Regions from separate parts of the Oryctolagus cuniculus genome. Here region 1 is linked to region 2. Evidence: chromatin contacts called from public Hi-C data. All regions are on one chromosome and are shown on one strand. Each heading gives the region's core, a stretch centred on a gene start, on an enhancer-like site or on the middle of the called end of the contact. The rest is flanking DNA. Distances are from core to core; before and after follow the strand shown.

The links. Hi-C and Micro-C count contacts between places; a contact is called where the count stands out from the background.
Region 1: a Hi-C map of an unstated tissue shows a contact between it and region 2, with 2.5 times the contacts expected there. The contact joins the enhancer-like site here to the promoter of NBL1 in region 2. A contact is called at or near these places in 2 of 6 Hi-C or Micro-C datasets (psoas muscle and an unstated tissue).

The regions. Positions count from the first base shown.
Region 1 is chr7:151,120,585-151,127,805 of mOryCun1.1, forward strand. No RefSeq gene overlaps it. Among named protein-coding and RNA genes, the nearest start is that of CAPZB, 17 kb to the right of the region's middle. Within about 2 kb of position 2,062, at least 3 of the 8 cell types and tissues checked have an H3K27ac peak or open chromatin away from gene starts, as enhancers often do.
Region 2 is chr7:151,005,324-151,012,889 of mOryCun1.1, forward strand. NBL1 (NBL1, DAN family BMP antagonist) reads right to left here and starts at 3,378. Exons shown (of 4, transcript XM_070079208.1): 1 at 3,157-3,378.

The sequences.
Region 1 (7,221 bases), core at 812-3,311, 110 kb after region 2:
AGTCTTTCTAGTCTAGTCAGGGTTCTGAGAACCTTTCGATTTTGAGACCCTTTCAGATTTGTTTATGCTAATGAGTCTCCTTGGATCAGAATCCCCATTGGCGCAGACGCTGGCAGACAGGGCAGCCCTAGGGCATCAGAGCAGAAGGAGCTGTGGGGAAACTCGAGGCAGGCACGGCGGGAAGCTGCAGCATGGGCTGGGAGGTGGCTGGAGGGGGGTTCATCCTTTACCCACTGACCAAACGCCCAGTCCCCCTGAGACCTGCATCTCCCCAGAGCAGTGGGTGCTAAGACAGATCAACACGGGGACCGTCAGAGGGAGGCTGCAGGAAGAATCCAGAGGGCCTCACGAGCTGTGCTTCCTTCCAGGGTGGGCAGGTGGCGGCTGATACGTAGGGCACTGTGTTTGGAATTCGGTCCCTATCAGAGGTCCCGGCCCTGCCTGACCTACAGCAGGCAAAGCACGGAGCCTCTGTGTGCCCCGCTTTCCTTGTCAGTGAAGTGGCCGTGGTAGTAATTAGGAGGCTCCAGCAGCAAGCCATTATGGTCCTCCCCAGGCGTGTGCAGGTCCTAGGCTGGGCGATTCCCTCGCATTCCCTCACTCGACGCTCACAACTCCAACAGGCGGCCATGACCCCCCCCCCCCTTCACCAGGAGGAACCCGGGGCTCTGTGAGGTGAAGGGCCCCACCCATTCCGGGCACTCTCCTGCTTGGTCGACCGTACAGTTTCAGGAAGTTGTCGTTTGCTGTAACCTGCAGGGTCTCAGCTCATTCCCTGGAGACTTTCTTGCTAGAAAGTTCTCCCAGAGGACTGCAGCGTTGATTTGACGCATTTGTGGAGCCCCCTGCTACGATCTGAAGGTTTGTGCCCCCCTCACATTTGTCTGTGACAATCCTACCCCCTAAGGTGATGGCATTAGGGGGTGGGGATTTGGGGACATGATGAGGTCGTGAGGATGGAGCTCTCATGATTGGGATGTGTGCCCTTAGGAAAGAGACCCCCAGAGCTAGCTAGCCCCTTCGGCCCACAGCGAGACGGTGCCAACTACGAAGCAGCAGGAGGGCCCTCACCAGACACCACCTCCATGAGTGCCTTGATCTTGGCTTCCCAGCCTCCGGCTCTGTGAGAAGTCGAGTACAGGTGCTGTTGTTTCTAAGCCGCCCAGCCCGTGGTATTTATCACAGCCTGAACGGACTAAGAAACACCTGCCGTGTGCTAGGCTCGGCTCAAGGTGCTGGGATTCCCAGCGAACCCGTAGACAACGTACACTCAAAGAGGGCATGTTTGCAGGCGAAACCTGACAGCTACACAGCGAGCAAGGACGTGTACGATGTGCCCTGTGGTGACAAGTACGGGGAAGAAGAGGGGGAATCAGAGGAGGCTCTGTAAGGAGCGGGCAGTTGCGCGCACCACCTGGAGATGAGGGTTTCCAAGGCCCTGGGATCTTGTTCACCCTGGCAGCTCCTGTTCCTGGCAGAGGTCCTCGTTCCTGGTAAACGCTCCGTAAATATATTTGTTGGATCAATGAAACGAACAAACAGCCGCTGTCTCAGACCAGCTGAAGAAATACCCATCCACAGGTGAGTGTGGGGTTTTGGATTCCCGTGCGAAACCCAAGGGAGCCCATGGTTCCTGGCTTCAGCCTGGCCCAGCCCAGACTCTTGTAGGCATTTGGGAAGTGAACCAGCTCTCTCTTTCCCTCTCTCTCTCTCTTTCCCTGTCATTCTGCTTTTCAAATAAATAAACTGTAAAAAGAAAAGGAGAAAGGAGAAAAAGGGAAGAGCGAGGGGTTAAGTGCAAAGAGGAAGCATTTCATGGTCAGCAAGTGCGCTGCCCGACATTTTTTTCTTGGTGCAAAAAATAGCTCATTCTGCTTTTCTGGACCGAGGCTCGCTGAGTCAAGGGTTCAAAGAGAACAGCAAGGGGATAGGAGCGGCAAATGTCGTCTACAGCAGATGGTGAGGCCCCAGAGACAGGACACGGCCTTGAAGATGCTTCCCTCTGCTGCCTCTGGCCCAGGAATCAAGGTCAGGGGCAGGCAACCAAGCTCAGTTCCCTGGGGTCCCGACCCCAGCCTTTCAGCCAGACCAACCCTTCCCGAGAACATCAGCCTCGTTCCACCCTTGGACTCCACACCGGGCGCAGCAGAGTCTCGGAGGCCAGGGCGTGAGAGGAATCCTCCCAGCATCTGTTCTTAGCCGGTTTCCTTTTCTTTGGCTGTGTTTTCCCTCGAGCCCTGAAGACGCTGGGCTGGTGCTGCTTTTAGTACAAACGACTGATTTGCCAGGTCTTTGTTCAGCCTCACAAAAGCAGGCGAGGATAATTATTAAAAGAACAGATTTTTGCATTCCATATTTACCCCAGATGACATTGCCTTGGTCCCTAAAATAACTCCGGATCGCCTGGGTGGAACTGGTGCATTCCTTTTCATCTCGGTATTTTGCAACTGTTTGCGGAGACCATCACCATGGTGATATTATCAGGGCAGGTCGGAATGAAACTCTAAACCCTTGGCTTGCTATTGGCCTTTTCCTTTGCACCTCAGAACAGAACTTTTTCACCCAACCATTTACTTACCTGTTAGCACTCCGGTTCTCAGCTCCAACTCGGCCAACATCCCTTTCTGATGGGTTCCCAGCAGTTTGACACGGCAGAGGTAGCCCGTGCTGGGAAGAGGCATGGAAGTGCTTGGGTTGAGTTTCCAACTACAATCTGTGTTTACCAAAAACCCCCTTTCCTTCAGATAAAACCTGGGTCAAAGTTTCAGGGTGTTGAAAGAAGCACTAAATAAACTAAGCGTCTAAAGGACCTTCAGTGTTTGGCCCAAGGAACATGATGATAGAGTTCAACAAATAAACACAGCTGGCGTGGGGTGAGTCTTTAGCAAACACTTATCTTCTTGATTATTTTTTTTTCATAATCATCTTCTTGGCCGAAAGCCTTTATTATAGCATTCTCATATACTGCTGGTGGGGCTAGGATTTTGTTCAACTTTCTAACAGGAAATTTGGCAAGAGACAGCAATGTGCTGTCCTTGACAATGTGGTCTTCCTTCGCTGCAAAATTCTACTTGTGGGTTCCAAGAAAATAATTGGGGAGGTGAACAGAGAGATACGAAGATGTTCATTGCGGAAAGTGGGCAGAAGTTAGAAATAAGCTAGGGTGTACAACAGTAGGGGATTGCTTTTAGGAAAAAAGAATCAGAATCCCTCCATGCAATGGATGTTTAGCCGCTACTAAAAGTTATGCCATGGGAGCATCTTTAGTAATCTGAAAAATATTCCTGACGTATCTCTAGGTGAGAAAAAACAGGTTATAAAAATGTGTGTGCCTTTTTGTAAAACATGTATATATGTTCAATAGAAAACAGAGTAAGACTTTAGATTTTAACAAGAATGGCAGTGGGCGTAGCAGGTTAAGCTGCTGCCTCCAATGCCAGCAACCCCTGTGAGCACCAGTTCAAGTTCTAGGTGTTTCACTTCCAATATGGCTCCCTGCTACTGTGCCTGGGAAAGCAGCGGAAGATGGCCCAAAGACTTGGGTAGCAGGGGCCCACGTGTTTGAGCCATCTTCCGCTGCTTTCCCAGGAAGATCAACAGAGAGACAGATAGCAGGTGGAAGAGCCAGGACTCAATCCTGCTCCCATATGGGTTGCCATGGTTGCAGGCAGTGGCTTAACCCACTGTGCCTTAAGGCCAGCCCCTTTCTATAGTTTTTCTATAATGAGCACATGTTTCTTACTCAGATGTTTAAAATGCTATTTTTAAGATCACACTGCCATGCGTTTTAAAATGATGTCTCTAATGGTTCTCCTGGACAGAAACAGTATTTCATTCCAGGGGTCTTCTTGCCTAAGGTTCACAAGACAGGAAGTGCTTGATGATTTATCCTTAAAAAACAATTTGTGAATAACACGGCCCATAAACTCGTCAATATTTAACAAGCACAGAGTTTCTGTAGAGCTGGAGTTTAAGATCAAGGATGTGCAAGGCTGGCCTAGATAACCAGGTGCAGAATACACGGACAATGTAGTAAGACTGGGAAACGTATTTATAAACTGTAAAGAATCATTTGACATTTGGCAAATGGGGGTTTGCTGATGAGAACTGCTGGGGGTGGGAGACCCTGTCTGGCCTACTACATGCCAGCAGGCCATTGCCTTTTAATGGCCTGTGGTAGGTATTCAGGCCCCTTGTTTTATAGATGAGGAAACTAGGGTACAGAGGGTGACTCAGCCACCTGCCCTTTCAACACTGTAGGGAGAACACAGGTACGATATTTCAGGAAAGGACGCTACAAAGCTCCTCTGGGTAAAACGGTTGAGAAGGAAGAGAGAGTGGATGGAGAAGGGCATGGTCCCTTTAGGGCATGGTCCCAAAAAATCTTTTAGCAGACTGGTAAACATTTGGGTTGCAGGCTGGAGAAAATGATAATGATTTTAACTACCTTCCTTTGAGTGCTTGGGGATGATGTTGACATAAAAATGGTGATGACAGGGTGTCATTATACTCACCCTCAGTGGCTTGTGGGCAGTGATGGAAGTTCCACCACTAATATATAGCACAGATGTGCCAGGGAGTAAATTATACGGAACCGTAGAGTTCGTCATCATTATGATCATTACACCAAACACCTAAACACCTCTTTGTTTGGGGTAAGGTGGAAGCGTGAAATGAAAGCACAGGCGTTGGAATCAGACAGGCTGTGCTCAAATCCTGGCGCCCCAGCTACATGGGGGCTTCAGAAAGCTCATAAAAATATGAGTTCTGAAAAAACTATGCATGGCATTCAAATTTTTCTTTTGAACCAAAATGAACATACTTTAAAAAAAAAAAGATTTGTTTATTTGAAAGGCAGAGTTACAGAGAGGGAGGGGGAGAGAAAGAGAAAGAAAGACAGGTCTTCCATCCACCGGTTCACTCCCCAGATGGCTGCAATGGCTGGAACCACACCAATCCGAGGCCAGGAGCCAGGAGCCTCTTCCAGGTCTCCCACGCGGGTGCAGCGGCCCAAGCGTCTGGGTCATCCTCTACTGCTTTCCCAGGCCATAGCAGAGAGCTGGACCAGAAGTGGAGCAGCTGGGACCTGAACCAGTGCCATATGGGATGCCGGCACTTCAAGCAGCGGCTTTTCTCGCTACGCCACAGCGCCAGCCCCTAAACGTACTTTTCATTCCATTCTCATACATGGCTATGCCAGCCTCAGGGGCTCTACCTGGAGGTATCTGCGGAACCTTCACCTTTAGGGAGATCCTGCATAGATTTGTCATCCCCAGTAGTTCCCGCTTTGTAGGAAGCTGTCACGGGGAGCTCTTTAAACCTGTCTTAGGGTAATTCTAGCTGCTGGGACAGACAACTCCCAACTCTTAGTGGCTTTCTACTAAGGAGAATTCCCCCCGCCCCCAAGGCCGCCTGATTGGATATTTTCAGCAGACAGCCCCAGCGGGGGACACAGTTTTCTCTCAACTTGGAGTTCTCCCTTATCCTCTGCACTCAACTGAAGGACGAGGCAGAGTGTGGGATAGGACGTAAGAGGCATTTTGCAGTTGTGCCTGGGGATGGCACGTGATCTTCTTCCAACACTCCACTGGTTGAAACCCAGTCACAGGAACACAAGCTAAGTGAAGGATGCTGGGAAATATACAGCATGCGTGTGCCCTGGAGGAGGAAGCGGGAAAGGTGACCCTGGGCCTGTTAGTGCTACCACACCTGTGCCAATCACAGGTGGCATGCGGTAGAGGACAAAAGCTCGCGGAGACTGAAGTCCAACAGGAGTGCATCGGTGATCGTCCAGGCAATGGTGCCTAAGAGAGTAATCTTGGGCAATCAGCGTTTCCTTGACAAATTCCGGCTTTAAACTGGCCCAGGCCTCACACGGTTAGATGGTGTGTGTCTGATCCACGGAGCAGTGTCTGGTTGTCAAGGAGCAGCACCTATGGAATGAGCTCCGTCACCACTGGCCTCGCGCCGGGCCTCTCTGCTCAGTCCCCCGCCCTCTGTATTCCCCCTGTGCGTTTTGTTCTGGGTCCGCCTCGCTTCAGACTTGTTGATTCATTTTCCCCACTTACGGTCTCACTTTATACTGCTGGACCAGACGCTTGGCGTGACTCCTCTGCCTTTGACTTCTGTTTTCCTTTTCGGCCACAGTCTGGCGTCCTTCTGACTACGGTGACATTGATTGCTTTAGATAAATAGGTTACCAGGTCTCATCTGGTCCTGGGAGTCAGAAACCTCAACAAAGGTCCTCTTGGCTGTCTCTGCTGGTTCCCTTGAACCCGTCACTGTTTGTATTTACTTACTTAGATGGACTGAAGTTTACGCAGCACAGAGAATGGCATTTTCTTTTACAAATATTTAATGTTCTATATGTGCTTAAGCCATGCTTGGCATGGCTCTGACATCCTTTACTTAATGGTATCTTTAGAAAAGCAGAATTCTTATTCCCATCAAATGCAATTTATCATATTTTTAAAAGTCAGTGCCTTTCATATTCTAAGACATCTCTGCTAGCTGAATGTCATGAATATTTCCTTTTGGAAACTTTATATTTTTAAAATTTTGAGAGGCAGACACATGTGCGCACACACACACAACTCCTACCTGCTGGTTCAGTTCCCCAAACACCTGCAGTGACTGGGGCTGGGCCAGAGCTGGAGCCAGGAGCTGGAAACTCAGTCCAGGTCTTCCTGGGTAGCAGGAACACAACTGCTTGAGTTCTCACCACTGTTTCCCAGAGTCTGCACTGGGAGGAAGCTGGGGTCGGAGCCAGAGGTAGGCATCCAACCTAGGCACTCAGATGTGGGACAAGGGTGTCTTACCTGCTAGACTAAACACCGACACCTAGAGTTTGTTTCTAATGTTTAGGTCTGATCTATTTGGAATTAATGTTTATGTATGGTGTGAGATAAGGGTCAAGATTCGTCTTTTCCAAAATGGATCTCCAGTTGTCCCAGCACCGCTTGTTGTACACTGTGTCTCCCCCACCATAGCGTGCTGGCACCTTGATCTAAGATTAGTTGACAGTGTAGGTATAGATCTACTTTGGGGCTTTCTGTTCCATTCATCTCTGGCGCTATCCTCATGCCAGTGCCACCACATTTAGATTTTTTTTGTTTCCTTATTTATTTTTATCTACTTGAAAGGCAGAGCAAAAGAAAGAGCGAGAGCTTCTGTTTGCTGATCCACTCTCCAAATTCCTGCAAAAGCTGAAGTGGGGCCAGG
Region 2 (7,566 bases), core at 2,128-4,627:
AAGGAATCTCCTCCGGCTCGTGGAGCATGAGGCCCAGGAAGCGACCGGCCCTGATCTCCCACGTAGGCAACAGGCCAGCCAGCTCACCTGCCCTGGAGGCTGGCTGGGGGGCCTGGCTCCAGAGGGTCCCTGGGGGAAGGCCAGGAAGGCTTCAGGGGTCAGGCCTTGGGGTCCTCCGCCCCCTACCAGAACCAGCACCCTCCCCGAGATGCCCAGTCCGACCCCCGGCTGCAGCCCTGGCTTCTGTATTACGTGCGCCTCCCACTCACAGGATACTGAGGCCAACTCAGAGGCTGAAGCACCCCAGGAAAGGGGACCCCACAACGGCCCAGCTGACAGGGGCTGCACAGGTCCCCTCCTGGACCCTGGTTGTCAGGCAGCACCGCCGCCATCCACCAGGAATCCTGACTAACAAGGGGACAATCGCTTCCCACATCCTCTTTTGGGGAAATCTGAACATTGGGGGCCACACCAGGATTTTCAAGGTACAGGGGAGACACCCTGCCCCGTCACATGCACACACATACACAGGCAACCCAAACCCACCTGTGCCCCTGGGAACACACAGTAACACACACACACACACACACACACACACACACAGAGCCAGGACCTCGTCCCCATTCTCTGCATCTATGATAGACCTGGGTTCAAATCCAGGTTCAGCCACTTGGCACCTTTCAGTGCCTCAGGGGCACCTACCTCCAGGGCAGCTGAAGCGGCACTGAGACCTCCGGAGAGCTGCCCGCCAGGGGTCGAGTCCCGAGTTTAAGAGCCCTGGACTCAGACCCTCCCTGCCCTCAGCCACGCCCCTCCGCTCCTCCCTCCCACCATGAGCTGGGCGGTCCCCAGCCCGCCTCCCGCCCTGATGACACTGGATTTAGGGGAAACCCAAGCAGAGACGATGGCTGGGAAAGGGTTTTAGCAACTGCTAAGTGCTGCCCGGCACGTGGGCTTGCCAGGGCAGGAGCCCAGAGGAGGTCCACGCCAACTCCAACCTGGCAGGGGGACACCAAGAAGGCAGGGTCCCGGGGAGACCAGCCCCACCTACACACAACCCACCATGAGCGGTCAGGCAGAGCCGGGCACCAGGCTGAGTGGCCGCAGGGCGCTGAGGGCGTGGCGTTTGTGGCCGCAGCCCTAGGTCTGCAGGTCAGCAGGGTGGGGGTGACCCTCTAGGTCTTGGAACGAGGACAGGGACTTCTCGACTGTGTGACTGACAGCAGGTCCCTCTGGGACTCGGCAAGGCGGGGTCAAGCTTGTGGATCCCCAGCCCCGCCAGCCCACTTCGGGCTCTGAGGATGAGGTCTGGGCAGAGCTCGACGTGTGTCCAGAGACAGGACAGTCTAATGGTCACAGCCCCCGCGTCTGCCACCTGTAGCATTGGCATCCTGCCTGGGACCGTCCATTCCAGCACATCCGCCCGGGGCAGAGTCTGGCTCCAGCGTTGCTCAAGGCTGTGGCGATTCCAGGACCCGAGCTCACTCACCCCAGGGCGCCTTCCCCCTGGCCCCGGGGAAGGCTCTGGGACAGACAGAGATGAGCAACTGTCCAGCGGGCGGACACGCAGGGCCAGGCCCATGCCACTCTGCCAGGCAGCTCCGGCTTCCGGCTGTGACTAACCGCGGTGCCAGGCCCCCAGCCCAGGGCCACAGCCCTCCTGCCACAGGCCAAAAACAGCCTCCGAAGAAACAGATGCATGCTAACGAGCTGCCGAGCTCCGCAGGGCCGGCCGGCACATCTGCTGGGCAGAAGCCCCTCGCACACCCCACCGCAGCCCTGCCCGCCGCAGGAGCCTCCAAGCCTTGGGGCTGCGGGCCGGACGGAGCAGGGGAAGAAGCCAAATTCAGTCTGAAACTTCCCTGTAAAACCATGAGGCCGTATCGCCGGCTAGCACGGGGCACCCACACCCCTGTCTTGGCCTGCAGCACACAGGCCCCCAGGGACAGCGGGAAGAGGCAGCAGCCTGCAGGGGTGGGTGAACAAGGGGCCGCTCAGGCCTCCCCTCGTCTTTGGCCCCCATTCTTGAGGCAAACCACACCCGAGCAGCCCCAGCCCTGGGGGAGGCTCAGGAGGTCACAGCTTAGACAGCCACAAAGGGTGAGGGGCTCCTCCACCCCCACCCAGCCAGGGCCTGGTCCCTCTTCCCCTGGGGCGCCCCCACTTACAGGCTGGGGGTGCACAGCTGGGCGAGGGTCTCCCAAAGCCTGCAAATGCGGCCTGGACCTCTGAGGTCCGCCAAGTCCCTGGCCACGCCGAGGCAGGCAGCTGCCCTCGACCGCGGCTGGGGCAGGCTCAGCGGCAGCCCCGCCCTGCGAGCGGGCGGGCAGGTGGCCGGCAGCAGGGCCCTGCTGTCCAGACAGCGTCGCGGGGGTGGAATTCATATAAAAAAAAAAAAAAAAAAACGAGCCCCCGGAAAGGGCTCTCCCGGCCCCAGACTCAATTCCAGGTGGGGACGACCCAGGCCAGGCCCCGGGCGCGGGCAGAGGGTTTTGCACTTTGGCCCGGCCCCAGGAAACAATCTAGCAACCCAACTTGGGGGGGTGGGGGCGCCTCCAACACCGTGGGATGCCTGAACTGGAGGGCGGGGGCCCGGGAGCCGCACGGGGGGAGCGGCGCGGGGGGACGGGGAGGAGGAGACATAAAGGCAGAGCCACAAGCCCCGGGGAGCAGAAAACTGAGGTGGGGGGGGCGCAGAAAGAGGGGCGGAAACGGGGCGACGGGAACCGCGGGAGGGGAGAGGGGCGCAGAGCGAGGCCGAGCCGTCCACGAGCCCGGAGGCCCGAGCAGCGCCGGGGGACGCGCGAGCCCAGCGGCCGAGCCCCGGGCGCTGCCCCGGCGCCCGCGCGGCCCGCCCGGCTCCGCATCTCCCTCCGTGTCCTCTCGGGCCGCGGGAACTCCGACCGAGAAACCGGACCCCGAGGCGAGTTTGGGGACGGGCTCCGGGCGCAGCGCTGCCCCCGGCCACCCCCGCGCCGCGCCCACGTCCCCGGCTCCCGCGCCCGGCGGGCCCTGGGCTCCCGAGCTCGGCGGCGGCGGCGCCTCCGCACGGTGCCCGCGGCCGCCCGACGCGCGGGGGTGCGCAGCTCGCGGCCGGGGGCGCGGCCGAAGCCTCTGGAAGCCGGGCGCCCGCGTGCCGGCCCGGGCGGGACTTACCGCGCGCGGCAGCGGCGGCGGAGGCGGCGGAGGAGCGCGGGCGCGCCCGCCGGGTCCTGCGCAGCTGGTGCGGGCCGCGGGGTCGCAGGCCCGGGCGCCCCCGGGAGGCTGGGCGAGGCGGCCGGCGGAGCTGGCGGCGGCCCCGCGAGGCTCGGCTGGGCTGCGCTGCGCGCCGTCTGCGGCCCGGGCGGGCGCGCGGTGCGGGGGAGCTGCGAGCCGAGCGGCTCCGACGTCAGGGAGTCTCGGCTCCAAATAGGGAGCGAGGGCGGGGGCAGCGAGGGGAGGGACGCGGAGGAGAAAGGGCGGGCGGGCCCCGCGCGCGGCCGCTCCCTCCGGGCTGCGGCGCAGGAGGGGCCCGCGGCCGCCGTGGCCCCGGCCCGGCTCCGGCGCGGTCCGACGGCGCGGAGGAGCGCCCCCGGGCCAGGGCAGCGAGCGGGGCGCCGTGGCCGGTGCCGAGGCTCCCTCCCGAGTGTGTCTGCGCTGGGTCTTCCCTCCGCCTGGCTTCTCCCGAGTGCGTCGTGCCAGGCCTCGTGGTGACCAAGCTGTCCTTTAAGGGGCACTGGGCACTGCAGTCTTGGCCTGAGCTGCGGCCCTCCGAGTTCCGGGCGCCGGGAACGCGGCCTACCGGTGGGGGAGAGGGGGAGTCCTGCGGCGCGCCCGTCCTGCCCGCTCCCCGGCGCGCGACCCGTTGTACCCCAGGGCCGCCTGGCCTCCGCTGGAGTCTGTCACCGGGCTTCCGATGGGCTCCAGGCGCTGGCTTAACCGTGCCAAGACGAGAGAAGGATCTGGGAGCCCCTGGAGGAACGATGCTATTCAGAACGCCAGGAAACAGACTCACCTCCGGGGCTCGCAGAAGAGCGAAGGGGCCGTGTGTGCTGTGATCCCAACCCGGCGAGACACCAGCTCTGCCCTGTGACGGTGGCAGCTCAGGGACACCGTGTGGGCCCCGTCTGTGGGACCTGGGGGGGAGGGATTGTTTTCGTGGCACGGTTGAGCCGTGTCCATGTGTTTCACCTGGCTTGGTGGGCGCAGCCCTGCTCTGCCGGTGTCACGAGGTTGCTGAGCCCCGTGGTTGGCTCCTGGTGGCCCGCAGGTGACTCCCTCCGCTGGGCCCTCTCCAACTCAGCCGGCATCGCCAGGCATCCAGGCTGTTGCCTACCCGCTGTTCCCTGTGCCTGCACTTCCCTCCCGCCCGAGGAACCCCCTCTGCAAGCACCGGGTTGGGAAGTCTGGAGTGGTCCTGGAGCAGGGGTCCCTGCCCCCCGGAAGTGTGCCGCTCTCCTATCTGGCCTGGGCTCCCGGAGGGCATGGGTCGGGGGGCTTATTGCCCGGTGCTCGGGGCTCACGGTGGGACCAGGCAAGGTGCACAATGCATTAGGTTGAGTGAGGTAATGACCGTCCCCACCGTTGTAGCACAGGTCAATCTCTTCTTTCTATTGGTTGATTTCATTTATTTGAGGGGGGGGAGAGCGAGCTTCCATCCACTGGTTCATTCCCCCAAATGCCTGCAACAGCTGGGGCTGGGCCAGGCCAAAGTCAGGAGCCCAGAACTCAATCCAAGTCTCTAAAGTGGATGGCAGAGGCCAAGAATTCAAGCCATCATCTGCTGCTCCCGGCATGCACCTCAGCAGGAAGCTGGACGGAAGAGCAGAGGTGGGACTCTGATGTGGCATGGGGCGTCTCCAGCACGCACCGAGGTCCCGCCCTCAAAGTCTTCCCACAAGCTGTTACACAGCGCACAGGCACGCAAGCACTTCCCGTGTGCCTCATCCCCTCCGAGCACTTCCCACTCGTGATAAATCTGCGCGACAAACAGTAGTGCTATCACCATTCCATGAGAAAGTTCACGCCCAGAGGGAGAGGCCACGTGGCCTGGCTGAAGTCACACAGGGGTGCGGCTGACGTCTGGCAGAGAACCACGTGCCACAGAAACCAGCCTCGTGGGCCAAAGTGGGCATGTGGGAAGTACTGATGGCTTTGGGGCAGGTGCTGTGGCGTAGTGGGTAAAGCCACCGCCTGCAGTGCCATATGGATGCCAGTTCGAGTCCCAGCTGCTCCACTTCTGATCCAGCTCTCTGCTGTAGCCTGGGAAAGCAATAGAAGATGGCCTAAGTCTACGGGCCTCTGCACCCACGTGGGAGACCTGGGAGAAGCTCCTGGCTCCTGGCGTCGGATCAGCACAGCTGCAGCCATGCGGCCAATTGAGGAGTGAACCAGCGGATGGAAGACCTCTCTCTCTGCCTCTCCTTCTCTCTCTGTGTAACTCTGTCTTTCAAATAAATAAACAAATCTTTTAAAAAAATAATAAATTGCTTAGACCAACATTTAAAAAAAATACTGATGTCTTTGCAGCGAAGGCTCACCACCCCCACTCTCAGCGCGGCCCCTGGACCCATTCCCACAGTCAGGAAGCCAGCTGCGGAGCCCAGTAAGCTTGTCAGATGGCACAGGGAGCCACCACTCACAGGAAGGTTCTAGAACAACCCAAAACTGCCTAGTCAAGAACTTGGGGTTAGGAGTTGAGTCACATCTACCTGGCGAGTGTCCCAGTGCAGGCAGGTGGCCTAGAAGGTGACTCTGACCATACCTAAGCCACAGCTACCTTTTTTTTTTTTTTTTAGCAGGCAGAGTTAGACAATGAGAGAGAGAGAGAGAGAGACAGAGAGAAAGGTCTTCCTTCCATTGGTTCACCCCCCAAATGGCCGCTATGGCCGACACGCTGTGCTGATCTGAAGCCAGGAGCCAGGTGCTTCCTCCTGGTCTCCCATGCACCTGGGCCATCCTTCATTGCCTTCCCGGGCCACAGCAGAGAGCTGGACTGGAAGAGGAGCAACGAGGACAGAATCCAGCGCCCCAACTGGGACTAGAACCCGGGGTACCGGCGCCACAGGCAGAGGATTAGCCAAGTGAGTCATGGCACCGGCCACAGCTACCATTTTGTGGCAGGAGTCACACTAAGCACCATGTCTGCTCTGTTCCTTTAACCTGTATCACAATCCCATCCTTGTTCCCATTTTACAGGCGAGAAAAATCAAGGCTCCAGAAAGTCCAGTGCCCTGCCCAGGATCACATAGGTCGTGACGGACAAAACCTGGACTTGAACTCTCAGACCTATCCACTCCCAAACCTGGGCTCCTGCACCCACGGCGCCCTCTTGGCTGCCTCATGCCCTGCCCATGGGGCTGCCGTGGGGATGGCACGCCAATGGGTCCAGGGTGGCGGGGCCCAGCGGGGAAGGCAGACCTGCTGTGTCAGAGTCTCCAGGCTCCAGGAGATGCACCTGGCTGGCAGCACGCTTCCAGCTGCCCCGACAGGCCTGGCTGGCACAGGGCACGGGCCTCAGGCCAGAGCCTGCTGGCCCTGGGCCAGCCTCTTGGGGCCAAGGTAATGTGGGGCCCAGAACTGGGGCTGAGGGCTGAAAGCCCCTCTCCCCAGCTCATTAGCGAACATCTGGGCTCGGGAAAATGACCGACCTGGAATGCGACGGGGCTGTGGGGAGCTGCCCCGCGCTGGAGGCCCTCCCGCAGGGCACAGGCTGCGGCCAGCTGCTTCCTCTAATCCTGTCAGTCTGGCCTCGACAGGGGTCCAGCCTCTGCACTCTCGCTGGAGAAAGAGTAAAAACAAGCAAAAGGCCTCCCTTCCCAGGCCAGCCCGGGAGCCCGCGGTGGGCCGGTCCCTCCGTCCAGCCAAGAGCATCCCCATGGCCAGGTCTGGAGCTGGGAGCGGCCCTCGGGGCTCGGCAGGCAGGGTTCTTGGGCTCGCAGCTCGGGGCTGACCCCTTGCTCCCTCACCTAGTGGCTCAGAACTCTGCATTTCGAATCTGAGCCTTGGTTTCCGTACCTGCGAAATGCGGTTGGTGAAGGTGTGTGGACCCGAGAGTTGATGCCAGGACTTGTTCATTCCTATAACAAATATTTATTGTGCCTACCTTGAGGGTATTTCCAAAAGCCCAAGGAAAATGTGATTAAAAATAAGTTTATTCTAATGCAAAAAAAAAAAAAAACTTTTAAATCCATGCATGCATAGCTTTTCCATTATATGAATTTTCCATGCATTTCTTTTTTTTTTTTTTTTTTTAAGATTTATTTGTTTGAGAGGCAGAGTTACAGACAGAAAGAGAGGTCTTGCATCTATTGGTTCACTCCCCAAATGGCTGCAATGCCCAGAGCTGGGTGGATCCGAAGCCAGGAACCAGGAGCTTCTTCCAGGTCTCCCACACAGGTGCAGGGGCCCAAGCAGTTGAGGCATCTGCTGCTGCTTTCCCAGGCACATTAGCAGGGAGCTGGATGGGAAGTGGAGCAGCCAGGACTCGAACCAGCTTTATAGACGGCAGCTTACCACATTAAGCCACAACACTGACCCCTGAGTTTATTTCTTCAGGTACCTTATCAGTCTCCTCTGGAATTAAAT